Linked DNA regions of Mus musculus: region 2 is linked to region 1. The links are chromatin contacts, called in public HiCAR-type maps. All regions are on one chromosome and are shown on one strand. The core of a region is the stretch at or near the end of the contact, and the rest is flanking DNA. Distances in the headings are between cores, read along the strand shown.

What was found. HiCAR-type assays count read pairs that join an accessible place to other places.
Region 2: a HiCAR-type map of astrocytes shows a contact between it and region 1, with 1.6 times the contacts expected there. The contact joins the promoter of Fam120c here to the enhancer-like site in region 1. A contact is called at or near these places in 1 of 484 Hi-C or Micro-C datasets (cortical neurons), 4 of 115 datasets of contacts at active chromatin or transcription factors (CD8 T cells, astrocytes and embryonic stem cells) and 3 of 9 other capture datasets (adipose tissue, liver and pancreatic islet).

What each region holds. Positions count from the first base shown.
Region 1 is chrX:151,296,182-151,300,177 of GRCm38.p6, forward strand. The region is part of intron 19 of Wnk3 (WNK lysine deficient protein kinase 3); the gene reads left to right. Among named protein-coding and RNA genes, the nearest start is that of Gm26441, 36 kb to the left of the region's middle. Within about 2 kb of position 2,325, at least 13 of the 459 cell types and tissues checked have an H3K27ac peak or open chromatin away from gene starts, as enhancers often do. A contact at or near this core is called in astrocytes, where this site is marked.
Region 2 is chrX:151,342,273-151,346,268 of GRCm38.p6, forward strand. Fam120c (family with sequence similarity 120, member C) reads left to right here and starts at 1,951. Exons shown (of 16, transcript NM_198105.2): 1 at 1,951-2,664. The coding sequence starts at 1,978.

The sequences.
Region 1 (3,996 bases), core at 1,075-3,574:
GTGTTTGGGTGTTTTACCTGCATGCATGTGTGTGCAGTGCCCATGAAGGTCAGAAGAGGTTGTTGGATACCCCCCTAGAACTGGAGTTACAGCTGTTAGCTGCCATGTGGGTGCTGGGAATTGAACCTAGGTCCTGTGGAAGAGTATCTGGTACTCAACTGTGAGCCATCTCTCCAGTTCTTTGGAGGGGGGAGTGTTAATAATTTATTTTAACTTTATGTATGTTGGTGTTTTGAAGGAGTCAGATCCCTTGAAACAGGAATTACAGACAGTTGTGAGTCACTATGTGGTTGCTAGGAATTGAACCTAAGTCCTCTGGAAGAATAGTTAATGCTCTTAACCAGTGAGTGGCTTTACTATGTAGTTCTGCCTGGCCTGGAATACACTATGAAGATAATCTTTGTTGACTTCAAATTTGTGGAGATTCACCCTGCTTCTGCCTCCTTTTTGATGGTATTACAGGCACGTGGGAAGATATATTGACCTCTCGCTTTTTCAGTCCTTGTCCTTTAGGACTCTTGGAGTAAGAATTTATAACTATTCTTGCCTTTTATTAGTAGACAGCTAATTTATATAGTCAAAGAGACTAGTTTATCTTTAGGAAAATATAAGATCCTTCTAAGATCAAGCTTGTTATTTAGCAAAGGAGACCATAACACTTAAGTAATGATACTATGGCAATATGTTTTGTCATGTTGAGTGCTGTTTAATATGTCATGTTTGGTTTGGTGTTTGGTTTTATATACCAGATTAACCTTAGACTTGCTAAACTAAGCTAGAAGTGATCTTGAACTCCTGACCCTGTTGTCTCCACCTCCCAAAGGCTGAAATTACAGGCATGTGCTATCATAGCAACAACAATATTACCACCACCACCAACAAAAGAAGTTAGCACTATTAAACAATTCTTGATCTACTTTGAAAAGTGCCACGAAAGCCTGGCAGCCAGAGTTTAATTCCCAGAATCCACAGTGGAAGAAGAGGCCCAACTACTGAAAAATTTCTTCTGACCTTCACAAACACACATATCATACACATATAAATAATAATTAATACAGCAAAAGTTACCTAAAATACATATATATATACATGTTTGATGTTACATTGCATATATTTTAATTTTTCTGTACATTCAGTACTATGAAGTTTAGGTATACTGATATTTTTATGGTACAATAATCATTTTAAAGTGCTTTTTTATTTCTGATGTTAGTATTCTAGTTATGTTTTCTGGGGTATTGTTCTGGTTTGAAATAAGGTCTTGACATGTAGCCCAGGCTGGTCTCAAATTTGCCAAGTTCCTACTGCCCCAGCCTTCTGATTACAGGAATTTAATAAATCTTTTAAATCATTCTGAAATGACCATTGTCTTTTATAGCTGCCTATGTTGGTTATGAGTACTTGATTTTGGTTGGGAAATACACATTCTCATAAAGGGCCTTTTATACTGGGGTTGGAGAGATGACTCAGTGGTTAAAAGCACTTCCTGATCTTCAGTTCCCAGTACTTATATCTGGTGGCCTACAACTCCAGGAGTTCTTATGGCCTCCGCAGATACCCACACATTTTTGCCATATAGTCTCTTTCTCTCTCTCTCTCTGTTTCTGTCTCTCTCTGTCTCTCTCTCTCACACACACACACACATTTTATGAGGTATTGTTATGGTTTGAAATATGGTCTTGCCGTGTAGCTCAGACTAGCCTCAAATTTGCCGAGTTCCTACTGCCCCAGCCTCCTGATTACAGGAAACAAAAACCTTTTTAAAAAATCAATCCAAAATAGAACCAGGTGTGATGGCACATGCCTTTAATCCATGCTCTTGGGAGGCAGGTGGATCCCTTTGAGTTTGAGACCAGCCTGTTCTACATAGAAGATATATTATAACATCACCTCAAAACAAATATCAAAGCAAAGAATAAAACAAAAATATCTATTCTGTCATATTTTTTAAAGATATGATCTTACTATGCAGCTTTTCCCACTAGTGCTAAGGATTGGACACATACTTGAGCAATGCTAGACAAGGGCCCTGCTGTCACCAATCAATTGCCTATGGTCCTTTTGTTCTACTCTGATAGAAACTGTGGATAAAAAAAAATTAGGTCTTCAAGTACTGGTTCTTGACATTTTTTTAAAATTCCTTGGTGTTTGGTACTAGTGAGCTGAAGGAGGAGGCAGTGGTGCTCTCTGGTCTTACAGGTCTGATGCAGGCCTAGTAGCAAGACACTTAGCTCTGAAAATGCTAGAGTTATTACACAGGGCCAGAAAGTTGGGATTTCTTAGCCCTGGGCAGCAGGTGGCATTGCAACTGATAGGCAGCCTTAGGTATCAGAATTCCTCAGCCCTTGGCAATGGCCAGGATTAGAGCTCCCAGGGTAGGGTTTCTGAGATACTCCATGCATATGTCTTGACAGCTCTCTGGAATTCTTCCAATGACCAGGACCAGCAGTTTCTTTTCTCTGATTTTTTTTTTTTATATATATATATAGCTTTCAATCCTTTTCAGCCTCAGCTCCCTTTCCTTTCAACTTCCACCATCCCCCTAGTTCCTGACTGGCCTCTCAGTTGAAGTATAGAGCTACCTCTTCTTCAACTGCCAACCACTGAACCTTACTGATTTTGAAGCTCAGCCCACTGACAACCAAACTCTGTCTCTTCTTCAGCTGTCAGGCAGCCAACTGCCTTGCCACTTTCAATAGCTCAGGCCTGCACACTGATCAGCTCTCATTGCCTCTGCTTGCTCTGCTGTTTCTTTGTGTTTTCAGACAAGCCTATACTACTGAAAATAAGCAAGACAAGACCACCCAGGAGAAGAAGCTTCATCTGGGCTTAATGTTACACCAGAGAAGCTAGCACAGGATTCAAGAGGGTCTTAACAGTCTGCATATATAGCTAGAGGAATATTTGGGTAAAACACAGCATACCTTCCACAGCATTGTCCGATTAGCAACAGCCACAGCAGCCCCTCTGGTAGGCCACCAGACATTATTCCCTTCTGGCCTTGGAGGGAGAAAGGAAAATGTTTTCAGACTCTTCTGAGCTCTGCAATGCTTTTGATAGCAAAAAGCTGAGAACACATTGTTAGAACAGTCCTAGTTAAGACTGTGCCTCTAACTCCAGGAGCTAGAGCAATCAGGTGAATTTGTTGTGTAATTTTCTCAAGGCATCAGTAGGGTGTTTAAAACTGCTGGTGCTAGCATAAGAATGGTCCAGCTGGCTGGCTGACAGTCTTTGTACTCAAAGCAACCATGGAAGCAAGGAAGAGTCCAAGAGCTACTAGTTAGGGAGTCAAATTGCATAGTCCCCTAGTAACTGGGGTTTTTGTTTTTAAAATAGGAAAGCAAACATCAGGAGTTCTTAGAATAGGAAGGCAAAAGAATTTATCATTAACTCTTTAACACATTTTGATAGTGTTAAAACCTGGCCAGTGGCTAAGGGAATGAATGCCCATTCCCTTTTCTGTCTCACTACCCCTGAAATTCATCCCTAGCCCTTTAGCATTATTTTGTCAGTATGGTTTGTCCATAGTAATTTATTAGACAATACTAGACACTATAGACCAACAATTAATTGTAAGCTGAGATTTTTTACCCCTTAGTTTGTACAATCTATAGTTGTACAGTTTTGTATTTAAAAAGTTACATTTCAAAAATTGAGGCCAGGCCACAGCCTTGAATCCCAGTACCCAGGAGGCAGAAATGGGCAAATCACTATGAGCTCAAGGCTAGTCTGGTCTGCATAGTGAGTCCCAGGCCAGCAAGGTTAGTAGTAAGAGCCTATCTCAAAAAAGCGATATATACGATAATATTCAGGTAACATAATGAAAAAGCAAGCTAAAAAACAAACCTGTACTTCTTATACTGTACCCCATTACTCAGAGGCACTCACTGTGAACTGTTTGGAACATATATTGCTGACCTTTTTCTGTGCATATCCTTTTTTTGTAAAATAAATAACAAACATGCTATTCTATATTTTTTTGCTTTAAAATGTAGT
Region 2 (3,996 bases), core at 701-3,200, 46 kb after region 1:
CTAAAGGTATCTCACTTGTGGCTAACAGTTTCATTAAGTGGCTTATGATCCAATTATTTTTGTTGTTGTTGGGACTTAATTTTTTTCTTTACTGTTTGTTTTGTTTAGTTCTTATCTCAGGCTGACCTGGAAAATAATAATTTCAAAGTTGTGGCAATCCTCCTGCCTTGACCTTCTGAATGCTGGGTTTATAGATGTAAGCCAACACACTCAGTTAAAATATGGCATTACAAGCAAATGTGAACATGATAGGATTTATTTACTTCCTTGGTTCTTTGAAATCACTGGGTAGCCTAGGCTGGCCTAGAACTTAAGGTGACTGTCCCATGTCAACTTCCTGAGTACTAAGATTGCAGGCACATACCATCATGCCTAAGACAACAGTTTTTGCAGTAATCTTATCAAGTTAACAATGAGAAGGCTAATTTTTAGGAAAGGGATGCTGGACAAACTCTCTAGTAAGCACAGTTTACTAAAAACATCTATTCTCTTCATCTTTCATGCCTTCAAGCTATTGCCTTTCCCTTTTTTTTCAAAAACAATTTTTATTAGCTATTTTCTTCATTTACATTTCAAATACTATCCCGAAAGTCCCCTATACACCCCCCACCTCCCTCTCCCTTGCCTTTCATGTTGTCTCCCATCCCTGCTATTCTGGATCTACTACTCTTATGACAAACCCGGTTTGGAATTTGCAACCTGTTTTTGGTTTCATCCTATCAAACCATTCTGATGTCATTCCTGGGGTTCTGCTCTTTTATGTTCTGTAAATTCCAAGCCAGATAGATACAACTACTCTGCATGCAGATCTTGTTTTCTGCTGTAGTCTGGCTGAAGTAATGGGCCCTAAAACTTGACAGAAGACAGACTCTACATGGATTTCATTGGAGAAGCATGCTGAAATGTACTTTTCAAAAGACTGTGATCAAATTAGAACCTTTGCAGCTATTTTGAATTGTTCCCACATGGACACATTTAGTAGGTTGGAAAACAAAAAAAATCCCCTAACCATATGGCATAGCTTAGTGAGTACCAATAAGGTCCAAGTTGTAGTTGAATTTGAGTGGGTGTTTAATCTCCCTGACCAGAGATCCTGAGGCAAATTATAGGCAATTTCATTTTGTCTATGCATTCATTGTCTTAAGTAAATGTTTTACCATTTGTAAGGTGGATAACTCTTCAAAGTATGACAGTAGATGTTAGCGGTTTTTATGTATCATATGTGTTCTTCTCCTTTCGTTAAAAGTTGTGCATATCATCTTTTCAATGGAAGGGAAATTTCTCCCTTTCAGGGAACTTTAGCTCACTTTAGCCAAATTCTACTAATCCACAGTACTTCCTTTCCCATGATGCATCATCTCCATTTCTTTCCCTGGGCATGGTGGTATAATATCCTGAGGCAACTCGGTTGGATACTAGGAGTTCTGGTACAAATCCTATACACACATTTTCTTGGCCCGCTTCTTCTGACACTATGAGCATCAAGGCCTGACAGGTGTGATCCTCTGGTTCTAAGACTGCATCCTGAGGCCATCCGGGAAAAGACTACAACTCCCAGGATGCTCATCCGCCCCGCCCCTGTACCCCTCCCCCAGCTAGAAAGCGAGTATCACAGAGAAGACGAGGCAACATGGCTCCCGGAGGTGGAAGGCAGAGGCTTCACCCCCTTTGAAGCAGTGAAGAAGAGCAGCGGAGGGGAACGGGAAAAGAGGAGTGACTACGACTTTGTCATCGCTTTTATCTTCCCAGCCTCTTCTGAGTCTGGTCAGCCTCACCTCTGCTCTCCACCCGCACCCAGTCTGTGGTCTCCTCCCCTCCCCGCCCACGTTCCCTCGCCCCTCCCGTTCTCAAACCCTCTCTCCGCCCCCCTCGCCCCTACCCCCCGCGGAGTGCGCACGCGCCCGCCTCCAGCTTCGCGCGGGGATCGCCGACTGGCCCGCTTGCGCAGCCGCTGTTCCTTCTACCCACGGAGGAAGCATGGGCGTCCAGGGCTTCCAAGAGTTCCTGGAGAAGCGCTGTCCCGGGGCTGTGGTGCCTGTGGACCTCCTCAAACTCGCGCGCACCGTCTCGCGCCAGCAGCAGCAGCAGCACCTGCACCGCCAGCTGCCGCCAGCAGCCCTAGCGCCAGGGGCTCCACGCATCACCAGGGGCTCTGCTCCTCTGCCGCCGCCGCCGCTCCCGCCCGCTGCCTTTGGTGCTTACTCCGGGGGCGCGGGGCCGTCTCGGCACCATCACCCTGCTCACCATTTCCACCACCATGGCCAAGCGCCGCCAGGGCTGCATCCGCCGCCGCCCCCTCCGCTGCCTGGGGCTCGGGTATTGGTAGACGCGGGCTCGGCGCTGCCGCGGCTCTATGGTGGCTACCAGACGGATTGGGTTTGTGGCGGCCAGTGGAATGCCATGCTGGGCTACTTGTCAGCGCTGTGCCAGGCTTGTGCCTATCCGGGCGGAGACGGCCTGGAGCTGGTGGTCATGTTCCCTGGGGGCCTGGGGAAGGACCGACTGGCCGAGTGGGGCCGTCGGTGCCAGGCGGAGCGGCAGACTGCGCAACTGATCGTGGGACACGTGGGCAACAAGGGCACCCCTCCACCGCGGGCCTGGTTCCTGCCACCTGCCTGTCTGAGCCACTGCGTGAGGCTAGCACTCATCCGCTTCCGGGTCAAGGTGAGGGAGGGGTTAGATTTTTAAATGAAATGCCCCACACCTGTTCCTTCCAGACTAAACACCTAACCATTCACCGACCTACCTGCCACCCACTCAGTCAGCTAACTTACTGGCGACCATTTTATCCCCTCGTGCCCCCGTCATATGGCCTATTAATTCCCTTACCTACATGATTGTATCTCTAGCCATGCCATCCCCGTAACCCCCTTTACTCACACAATTGGCCTACCTGTTGGTTCTAGCAGAATTGACTCAAAATTCCTCCGGGCTTCATGTTTCTCTTGCTATCATCCCCCTCAAACTGAAATATGTTTTTTCTTCATTTTCCAGTTGACATTCCCTCCCCTATATCTGTTTTCAACCCCATGGCAAATAAAACAGATGTTAGTCGAACACCTTTGTTCTATAATTTTCCCCCATTTGACACCTAGTACTTCTTTTTTCCCCATCCATTGAGCCCTTTTCATTTCAACATGCTTTTATCTTGGCATGCCTTAGCCCAAACAATTCACTGATTGAGTCACTATTCAGGAAGATGAACACGCTCAGTAGGGGGTTTCAAAGACGGTTGGGGGTGCGGGGAGGGGCTCTCAAAAACCCCAAGACGCCATTCTTGGCTTTGAAAGATCAAATGCGCAGCATTTACTTGCTGGTGTAAATATGCATGGTGATTCTGTTTTCTGGTATGTAAGTTGCCAGTTTGGGTAGGTGGGTGGGGTGATAATCTGTGGGTTAAAATGGTCCTGGGAAACTTCCTGAAAAAGATAGACTTGGAGAATGGGCTAGATCTGAATGGTTCACAGGTTTTGGAGGAGGTTGTTTAATTAAAGAGGTTGAAGCAATCGGGCAGAGGCAAAAAGAAATACCAAGTTCATGAGGCTCCATGGGTTTAAACCGAAGGCCAGCCTCTGAGTAGTTGAGCCACTGCATATGGAGCCTGGGGAAAAGCTTGGCAGCATCCCCGGGTCTTGGCACCACTGCTATTACGCTGTTGCTTTCCCATACTCTTAGGTTTCAAGTTCCTACGTGTAGAGAATAGCAAGGCTTGAGAAGTAAGGAGGTAGGCAGGAAGAAGGAAAAGAAAAGCGTTACAGGGTTAGGTGGGAAGAAACTGCAAACCCATTTTCTAACCAGAGTTTTGGGGGGAATGTCCTTTCAGGATTGGGGACTTGGGGATTCTGAAAACAAAACAGGTGGCAGCTGGTGGGGTAAGGAGGGAACAGAGACGGAAAGATCTGCTACATGGAGAAGTTTGCAATGGTTATAGAATGTGACTAGAATCCTACTATGCTAGATATACAGAACTCAGCACCAAATTTATGCCTTTTTAAA